Linked DNA regions of Mus musculus: regions 1 and 3 are each linked to region 2. Evidence: chromatin contacts called from public Hi-C and capture Hi-C data. All regions are on one chromosome and are shown on one strand. The core of a region is the stretch at or near the end of the contact, and the rest is flanking DNA. Distances in the headings are between cores, read along the strand shown.

Region 1 (2,700 bases), core at 114-2,613, 83 kb before region 2:
TCACAAGGTCACCCTCATTTTGCTCATCTCTGTATTCTTTGAATGATTGCTCACTGGGGGACTGAAGGGACACTGTACCACTGTAGATTTGATACAAGATTTACATAAACACCATTGAAAAGGGAACTGTGTCTTGCCGTGCCTCTGACCCTCTTCCTATCCTGGAAGCTCATTTTATGGCTTGTGCTTCGAGGTGATTAGTCACAGGGCTAAGGATTCCACACAGATGTTCGGATCATGGTTTGGAAGCTGGGCTTAGTGACACGGAATGCACTCTCTGTGTGCTGCACCCTGGTTGCAGTTGGAAAAGCCTCCTGATATCAAACTTTAGAATAAAGCACCACCTTGTGGTCTAAAGCATTTATTAAAGTGGAAGAATTGAAGACCTGAACCTGGAAATGCTCCCTCAGCTGGTGGTAAGGAAGCCAGGATCCAAAAACAGAATCTCAGACTAAGCAGAAGCCCCCATGGGAACTTTCTATTGCTGCGGGAGACTTTTAGATCAGCTGATGGTGGCAAGCCTTTTTGTGGAGTGAGTCCCAGGTTTGGGTCATTAATTTACTTCACTCATCACACATCACGATCATTTAATCCTTTCAAAACCACAGCAAAATGGGCCCAATAACATCAATTTATAAGGGAAGAAACTGAGGCTGAGGTCACCAAATGATCCAATCACATATAAGCAGGGGGAAGGACTCGAAGGCAGGTGTCTCCAAATGACGACTCAGCTGACCCCAAGGTCAGCAGATAAGACCAAGATTAGAGACCATTCCTGGCTTCCCCCTAACCTGGGCTGCTAGAATCCTCGTTGGCACTTTCTGATAGGACTTGAAGTTGCCTGCTCTTCAACATTGCATTGACCAAGAAGGTTCCAGACTTACAGAGGGGCAATTCACTGGTACCCCACCACTTTTTGAGACAGTCTGAAGAGAGGAGAAAGTTCTTGTTTGGGGAGATGTGCAAGAGTACATGGGGCCATCATCATCTCATACGCAAACAAAACCAAAAAGTATTATTTGACAAATATTCACTGGGAGAGTTAGAGTGTTTATTCTAAGCAAGATAGATTCTTTAACAGGTAGTTATTTTATTTTATTATGTAGGCTGCTTAGGAAGAAGACTGGATATATCTGTCTGACTAACATGTAAGGTAAGCCATAGCAATCTGAGTCAATCCAAGGGACAGCTTGTACATTATATATCTTGTGACATTGCTCATATCCTTGGCTATGTCACTTTGCCAGTGGGATACCATTATGTCACTTGAGGGCCAGGAAACCCACGACAAGGATGGTGACACTGACACAGGGCCCATCGAAACGGATGGAAAGAGTGAGTCTCAGCTGTCTCAGTTCTAGTCCGTTCCACGCAGACTTCCTTTCTGTTCGCAACGGAGTCTGCTGCTAATTTTAGTAAGGAGATCACTTGCCTACAGTCAGTCTCATTTGATAACATTTCTAGGAACAATGGTTTGCAGGACTTGGAATCTACTTTTTCCAGAGGAGGCTAATTCACGGAGTTTAAGGAGGGATGAAGCTATATGGTAGGAAGTCCCCTGCCAGAGACCAAAAAAGAAAGTGAAAAGCTTTTCTAAAGTACATGAGAAGAGGAAGCATCTCGCATCACGTGGATTGCCTTCCTTTGGAAGAAAGGCTAGTATGTGAGAACTTTGGCCTAGTGTTTTTTTCAAAGCTGCTCTTGCCTTCTTTAATTCCTGTGCTTTTCTTTCCGGTCTCTTAGTTTAGTTTTCAAGTTTTTTCCTATTATTTTTTGTTATTATTATTTGTGTGTGGGCAGGGGATACACATGTGTGTGCATAGATTTGTGTGTGTGTCTGCAGGTGTCCTTGCCTGTGCATGTGTGTGGAGGCCACAGGTCAACAGCAGGTGTCTTCTGCACTCACTCACTCTCCACCTTTTGTTAGTTAGTTTTTGAGACAGGAGCTTGCTGGAACAGCTAGACTAGGAGTCAAAAAGGCCCCTCAGATCTGCCTGGCTTTCTAATCCCTCGCAGACAGGCCTGGGGTTACAGATACACATAGCTGTGCTTGGTTGTTTCCATGGGTTCGGGGGCTCTGAACTCAGGCAACAATCCCACCGAGTCATCTCCACATCCACAAGCAGGCTTTATCATTTTCGAAAGCAGGATTTCATAAAAATAATATTGTGTAAGTCTTTGTGAATATATTCTGCCTTTGGGGGTGACAGAAATGTTTCTTGACAAGTTTCTCACTGAATGGTAGAGAAGTACCCCTCATTCATTCTAGGGCCATAAAACTTATTTCTGAGCTTTAAACAGAAAGAAGGAAACTTCTCCTTCTGGGGATTGTGTGTGTGTGTGTGTGTGAGATAAATAGCATAATCGATTTTAATGCACACTTTATGATTCCAGTTAATGAGTATTTGCATGCCAGCTCCTAATTTAATAAACTAGATTTGCCTTTCTCAAAGTATGGCTTTTTATATAAATTTGCTTTCTCCAAAATGTTAGATAAGGAGGTTGGACTTGGGGTAGGAGCAGGTTCCAAAACCAGTAGCTCCTGCTGTGGGTGAACCCGGGAAGCTTCCTAAGTATGGTTCTTGGCTCAAAATAGAATGCTCCATTCTTAGATTATAAAGAGCTTTTCAGGTAGGTGACAGTTCTGAAAACGTGATAACAATGTAAATCATCTACCATTGTGGGAAAGCGAGGCAGAAA
Region 2 (2,700 bases), core at 143-2,642:
GTAAGAACTATCATTCATTTATGGAGATTCAGAATTTTCACTTTAACAACTATCAGACATGGGAAGTTTCCAGAAGCAGTTCTGATATAGGATGCAAAACTTGCACCAGCAGAAGCTGGAGCTGTTGGCTGGTGGGGACTTGTGACTTTTATTGTCACTCAAGGTATCTAACACAAGTGTTCAAGCGAACAGTTTATTGATATGCTTGCATTCAGAAGACTTTTTCACAAACCCTTCAATGAGAATATCCTCTCCCCATATAGTCAAGTTAAACAATTTAAATAAATAACTTCTGTGTGTGTATATGTACATAGACACATGTCGTCCTAGCAATTTTCATTTTTTGTCTCCCAAAGTCTTTCAATGCAATAAAAGGTGGACAGATGAATCAAAAATGTTTCCTTCAACCTAAATCTTCCTAGTTCATTTTTAATAACTTAAATGATCCTTTTAGGTTATTTTTAATTTAAAAAGTATTATATTTTTATTAACTCTTTGAGAATTTCATACCCCAAAACAATGAAATTTGATCATATTCATCTTTTACTCTTCTTTCTAGCCCCTCACAGATCCATCCCAACCTTATCCCTCCCAGCCCGACTTCAGATCTTCTTTTGTTTTTTAAATAACACACTGATTCCAGTTTATACTGTCCAAATACTCATGGGTGTGAAGCATTCATTAAAGCATGGCCAATCTTCCAAGGATCCTGGTCTTAAAGAAAGCCGAGTCTCTTTCCCCTAGAAGCCTTCAGAGGATAGTAGCCCCTCAGCTGAGAGAAGGCTCACAAGCCCTTCCCCGTTCTGTTCTGGAATGCTGACTGGCTTGATCTTGTGCAGATCTGATGCCGCCAACCACAGCAGCTGCGAGTTCATGGAGTGTAGTGGTTCTGTCCTGTCTAGTGATGCTGCTTCAATCTGGTCCTTCTTGACCCCTGGCTGGAGGAGATTTTTCCATGGTCTGTTTTGCCATGCTCCCTGATCCTGGGCTGGAGAGGGCCTGGCTGATATAATATGATCTAGGTGTCTCAGTTTTGTGGCTGAGCACTTCACAGATACTTTCTATGCTCTTCTAGCTTACCTCCCCCTTTTTTATTTCTTCACATGTTGCCACCCCCCTCCCAATCTAGGGAGGTTTAATATTACCACTCAGTACTACCATAGTTTGGAAAGTTTTCAAAGACAGTTCAGCACACGGGGAGAGGTGTTTCCATCCAATGCATACTGGGACTTAAACTCCACCCTGCTCTATCTGTTGTGAGTAGGGTTTCCTGGCTGACCATGTAAGTCAAAAGAGGAACTCAATCTCTAGTGAAGTCAGACTGTGTCAGAAGGAAGGAATACAGTGCACAGTGACTCTTCTCAGTGGAGCTGAAGGACAAGGCATGGCCCAGCCATGACTCATGGCACAAACTATGCAAGGAGGCACTACGGGACCTTTCTTCAGCAGGCAGTCCCTTCCCCCAAGGGGTGGGGGTGGGGTGCATGATTCTAAATATGGGAAGTAAAATTCCTGTGTAAAAAGGACAGATCTTTGTACATCATTGTCTACCTACTGTCATGGACCACGGGTGACTAGTTTCCCCTTTACTTTTGTTTATTCATAACATCTAGATTTAGGAATGTTGGCTGGCGTCTTTAACAGAAAACAAAACTCAGACTGACCTGTCTCCTATTAAAAATTCTGTTCTCCCCAAAGGGATATTCTTTGCTCTTTAGCTCAACAGATTATGGGTGTTCCTCTTTTGAGTTATTACTAGGCAAGATTGCCAAGGGACTTTACCTCTCTCTTTGGCTTGTCTGTGTCAAGGACACAGGGAGGACAAAGAGGGGGTGGGAGCCCTCCCCCACAAGCTAGAAGGTAACCTCTTCACATCACCACTCTGGAGGTGGCTCTGATTTCTGCCTCTTCTGTTTGTATTCCCCCTGGGGGCAAGACATCTCCAGGGAGTTTGTCTATCACTTTCTGGGTGGTAGGAGCCCTGCCAGCTCACAGTGGGAGACTCACAGGCGTGGTGGGACCTTGTCAACATCCTGAGGGTGCTCAAGCAAGGGCTTCCTCATTAAGTCTTTGTTTCAGAACCCAGGCATCTCATTAGGGTTTTTCTGTTGGAATTACAAGTATTTTTTTAAGTGGCTTAAAACAAAACAACAAAACAAAACAGGAACTGGGTGACAAGGTGGCAGTTTAAAACATATTGTAACCATTGAGACCTAGGAGAAAATATTAGAAACTTCCCACATCCCATGGAAGGAGTTACAGAAACAAAGTATGGAGCTGAGATGAAAGGATGGACCATGTAGAGACTGCCATATCCAGGGATCCACCCCATAATCAGCTTCCAAATGCTGACACCATTGCATACACTAGCAAGATTTTACTGAAAGGACCCAGATGTAGCTGTCTCTTGTGAGACTATGCCGGGGCCTAGCAAACACAGAAGTGGATGCTCACAGTCAGCTAATGGATGGATCACAGGGCTCCCAATGGAGGAGCTAGAGAAAGTACCCAAGGAGCTAAAGGGAACTTCAACCCTATAGGTGGAACAACATTATGAACTAACCAGTACCCCTGAGCTCTTGACTCTAGCTGCATATGTATCAAAAGATGGCCTAGTCGGCCATCACTGGAAAGAGAGGCCCATTGGACACGCAGACTTTGTGTGCCCCGGTACAGGGGAACGCCAGGGCCAAAGGGGGG
Region 3 (2,700 bases), core at 125-2,624, 70 kb after region 2:
TTTTGCTGGTGACAATAATCAGTTGTGCTATTTTCAGATCCATTATCTGTAAAGAGTTTTTGTACTCATTTTAAGACCCTGGTATGGAGAGTCTAGGTCAAGTCCATCTTCCTCTATTGTGTTTGCACAGGATAGGTAGTGAATGGTGGTCAATTAAATAATCTGATAGAATCAACTAGTAAATGAAAAATTGAATTAAAAATAAATATCAAAGAGACAATCCCCGTTCTTCAATGACATGACTGCTACACTATGAAACAACAGCATGAACACAGAGAGAAAGATGTAGAAAAGCCAACTCAGGCGAGTTCACACGAAGTTCGACAGTGACGAGGCTCGGTGGCAGAAGTTAGTTCCCTTTGACCCATGTATTGAAAATGAGTAGGTGCTCAAAACTAGACAAATGCAGGAACTGTGCACGGTAGGGCATTTACAGGAGTAGAGACCTATGAGTGAAGCTGTGTTGGATGAGTTCTTTGGAAAGGGAGGAGATCATCCCACCTTTGTAGAGAAAGTAAAGGGTAGAGCTGAGAATTGGTAGTGGATTGCCTCAAAACCGCCACAGAGGTGGGGGATCTACTTTAATGCAGCCATTGTTTGATTCCTGTACTTGAGCAAAGGCAAGAATGTTCACTTTGGAGGACCAGGTCTCGACCCAACAAGTCAGTAGAGACAGAATAAGTTGCCAAAACTTCATTCACACACACACACACACACACACACACACACACACACACACACCACACACACACACACACACACATACACACACACACACACACACACACACCACACATACACACACACACATTGGGAAGTCAATCACCCCTTATGTGCTTCTGTAGATGTATGTAACTTGTGTCTTGCCTGGGATTTGTAAGTATTTGGTGACTGAATGGAGCCCCTGATTTGACAGTTCAACATTGCCTGCAGGGGAAAAAAGACTAATTTTTTTTTTTGACATTTCAAGGTTTCCTTGTCCACCTGTCGTCACACACGTTTCCAGCTGTCTACTGGTCTTTCTATGCTAAAACTCTACAAGGACGATTGGCTCTCCTGAACTGGACATTTCCTTCATTCTGAGTGCCTTTACAGGGATCTTGGCCCAGAAATTCCGAAGTTGAACACAAAGGGAAATAGTTAGATAGTCTTTGCTTCTACAGTGGCACTGGCGTATTTGTGGTAACTTTGGAAAGGACCGTACAATTGCAAAGCGATCTCTCCGTGCCAGTCCAGACTCAGGCTATCTAAGCAAGTCTGTCCAGGCTTTCTTATGAAAACTTCCCAAGGAAGTTACCTCACTACCCTCCTTACCAAGGTCTCCCAGCTTCAGAGGGTTTGAGGACAGAAGCTCTGCGGTCATAGTCTGGGTCAAGACTGCAAATCTTGACAACCGTCTGGGAATATGCTGCTGGCCCGAGGCAGCATGAGTCAGTTATCAGGAGTCCAGGTAGTCAAAGCAAAACACCCACAACACATGCATTCACTGCAGGGCAGAACAGGGGGTTGAAGCAGAGTCCCACAGAGGTTAGGTATTGAGACAGTAAGTATCTGAGGACTAGGCAAAGAAAACACTGAGAGAGGGAAAAAAGCCAAATGAAGTTATCTATACATAGGTGGCCAATGTGTTCCTTGATGTGAACTTTAGCTTGCAAAAGAAGGATCCATAAGTTCAGCACTGGCCAGCCTGAAACAGCAAATGTGGGCAAAGGAATTGAACTTAGCACATCCTTCCACGCAGAGAACTTCAGCAGAAGTGTGGAAATGATAGCCTTTCATGGACCTCGCCTGTAGGCACGTTCCTCTCGTTCACACCTCTAAGCTGCCAGTCATGAAACGTTCAGAGTCTTCTATGGGAGCTGTTCTCTAACTACAGGGCACCCACTGGCTGTCCAAGGTAAGTGTGGCTGAAGAGATCAGCAGGCCATGGGGGGAGGGACAGATGATGCTCTTCAGCAAAGCAAAGCTCTCGATCCAACCTCTCAGGCTAGATGTCTTCAAGTTTACATTAAACCCAAGGTGAATTCCTCCTGAGAACTAACATTCCTGTTGTGGCACAAACATTAGAAGAGTCTGGTCACACACTATTGAAATACCATGTATCTTTATAATCTTTACTTAAGACTTTATAAGCCATAATTCTCCACTTTGCCAAGAAATTAAGTGGTTATCTGTTGATTCTTGCCACTTTCATAAAAGGGAATAACATGGTGATAAATTTCTGTGTGGTCTTTGTTCATTTTAACACTCATTAAAAAGCAAGAGCCTTAGTTTTGGTGTATGCTTTAGTGAGATGAAAAATGATATCAAGGTTAAGGAGTATGATAACTTACTCTGGTTTAGTTTCATTTTGTTTTTAAAAAATGCCTGAAAAATGCTTGCCTCATGATAGAGCCCACAGAAAATGCCAATAATTGTCACTGTGGAGGCTACCAGTTGCCAGTCCATGGAGATAATAACCCTTTCATGTAAATCGAGTGTAGATGCATGTCTATACAAAAATTAAGATGCAAACATTGAATTATTATATAAAACCCAAAACAAAAATAACAAACTTCTCTCTACTCTAACCATTAAATATAACTCACAAAAAAACCTTATCAATTATTTCACCATAAGAGAGATTCCTATACAATTACAGGCATTTTCCTTTACAGTGTGTGGCTTAGTTCTTGTTTGTGAGTGGAAAGGCATGAAGCC

The links. A called contact is a pair of places that touch in the nucleus more often than the background predicts. Capture Hi-C pulls out chosen DNA fragments and counts their contacts.
Region 1: a contact with region 2 is called in a capture Hi-C map of bone marrow-derived macrophages, with 4 times the contacts expected there. The contact joins two enhancer-like sites. A contact is called at or near these places in 1 of 484 Hi-C or Micro-C datasets (macrophages), 2 of 115 datasets of contacts at active chromatin or transcription factors (embryonic stem cells and microglia) and 1 of 9 other capture datasets (bone marrow-derived macrophages).
Region 3: a Hi-C map of granulosa cells shows a contact between it and region 2, with 1.6 times the contacts expected there. The contact joins two enhancer-like sites. A contact is called at or near these places in 7 of 484 Hi-C or Micro-C datasets (the AML12 cell line, bone marrow-derived macrophages, conventional dendritic cells and 4 more), 2 of 115 datasets of contacts at active chromatin or transcription factors (bone marrow-derived dendritic cells and embryonic stem cells) and 1 of 9 other capture datasets (bone marrow-derived macrophages).

The regions. Positions count from the first base shown.
Region 1 is chr13:42,244,593-42,247,292 of GRCm38.p6, forward strand. No RefSeq gene overlaps it. Among named protein-coding and RNA genes, the nearest start is that of Edn1, 56 kb to the right of the region's middle. Within about 2 kb of position 1,364, at least 78 of the 459 cell types and tissues checked have an H3K27ac peak or open chromatin away from gene starts, as enhancers often do. A contact at or near this core is called in bone marrow-derived macrophages and macrophages, where this site is marked.
Region 2 is chr13:42,327,374-42,330,073 of GRCm38.p6, forward strand. No RefSeq gene overlaps it. Among named protein-coding and RNA genes, the nearest start is that of Edn1, 27 kb to the left of the region's middle. Within about 2 kb of position 1,393, at least 97 of the 459 cell types and tissues checked have an H3K27ac peak or open chromatin away from gene starts, as enhancers often do. A contact at or near this core is called in bone marrow-derived macrophages, granulosa cells and macrophages, where this site is marked.
Region 3 is chr13:42,397,062-42,399,761 of GRCm38.p6, forward strand. The region is part of intron 1 of Gm32833 (a long non-coding RNA gene); the gene reads right to left. Among named protein-coding and RNA genes, the nearest start is that of Gm32833, 5.0 kb to the right of the region's middle. Within about 2 kb of position 1,375, at least 2 of the 459 cell types and tissues checked have an H3K27ac peak or open chromatin away from gene starts, as enhancers often do. A contact at or near this core is called in granulosa cells, where this site is marked.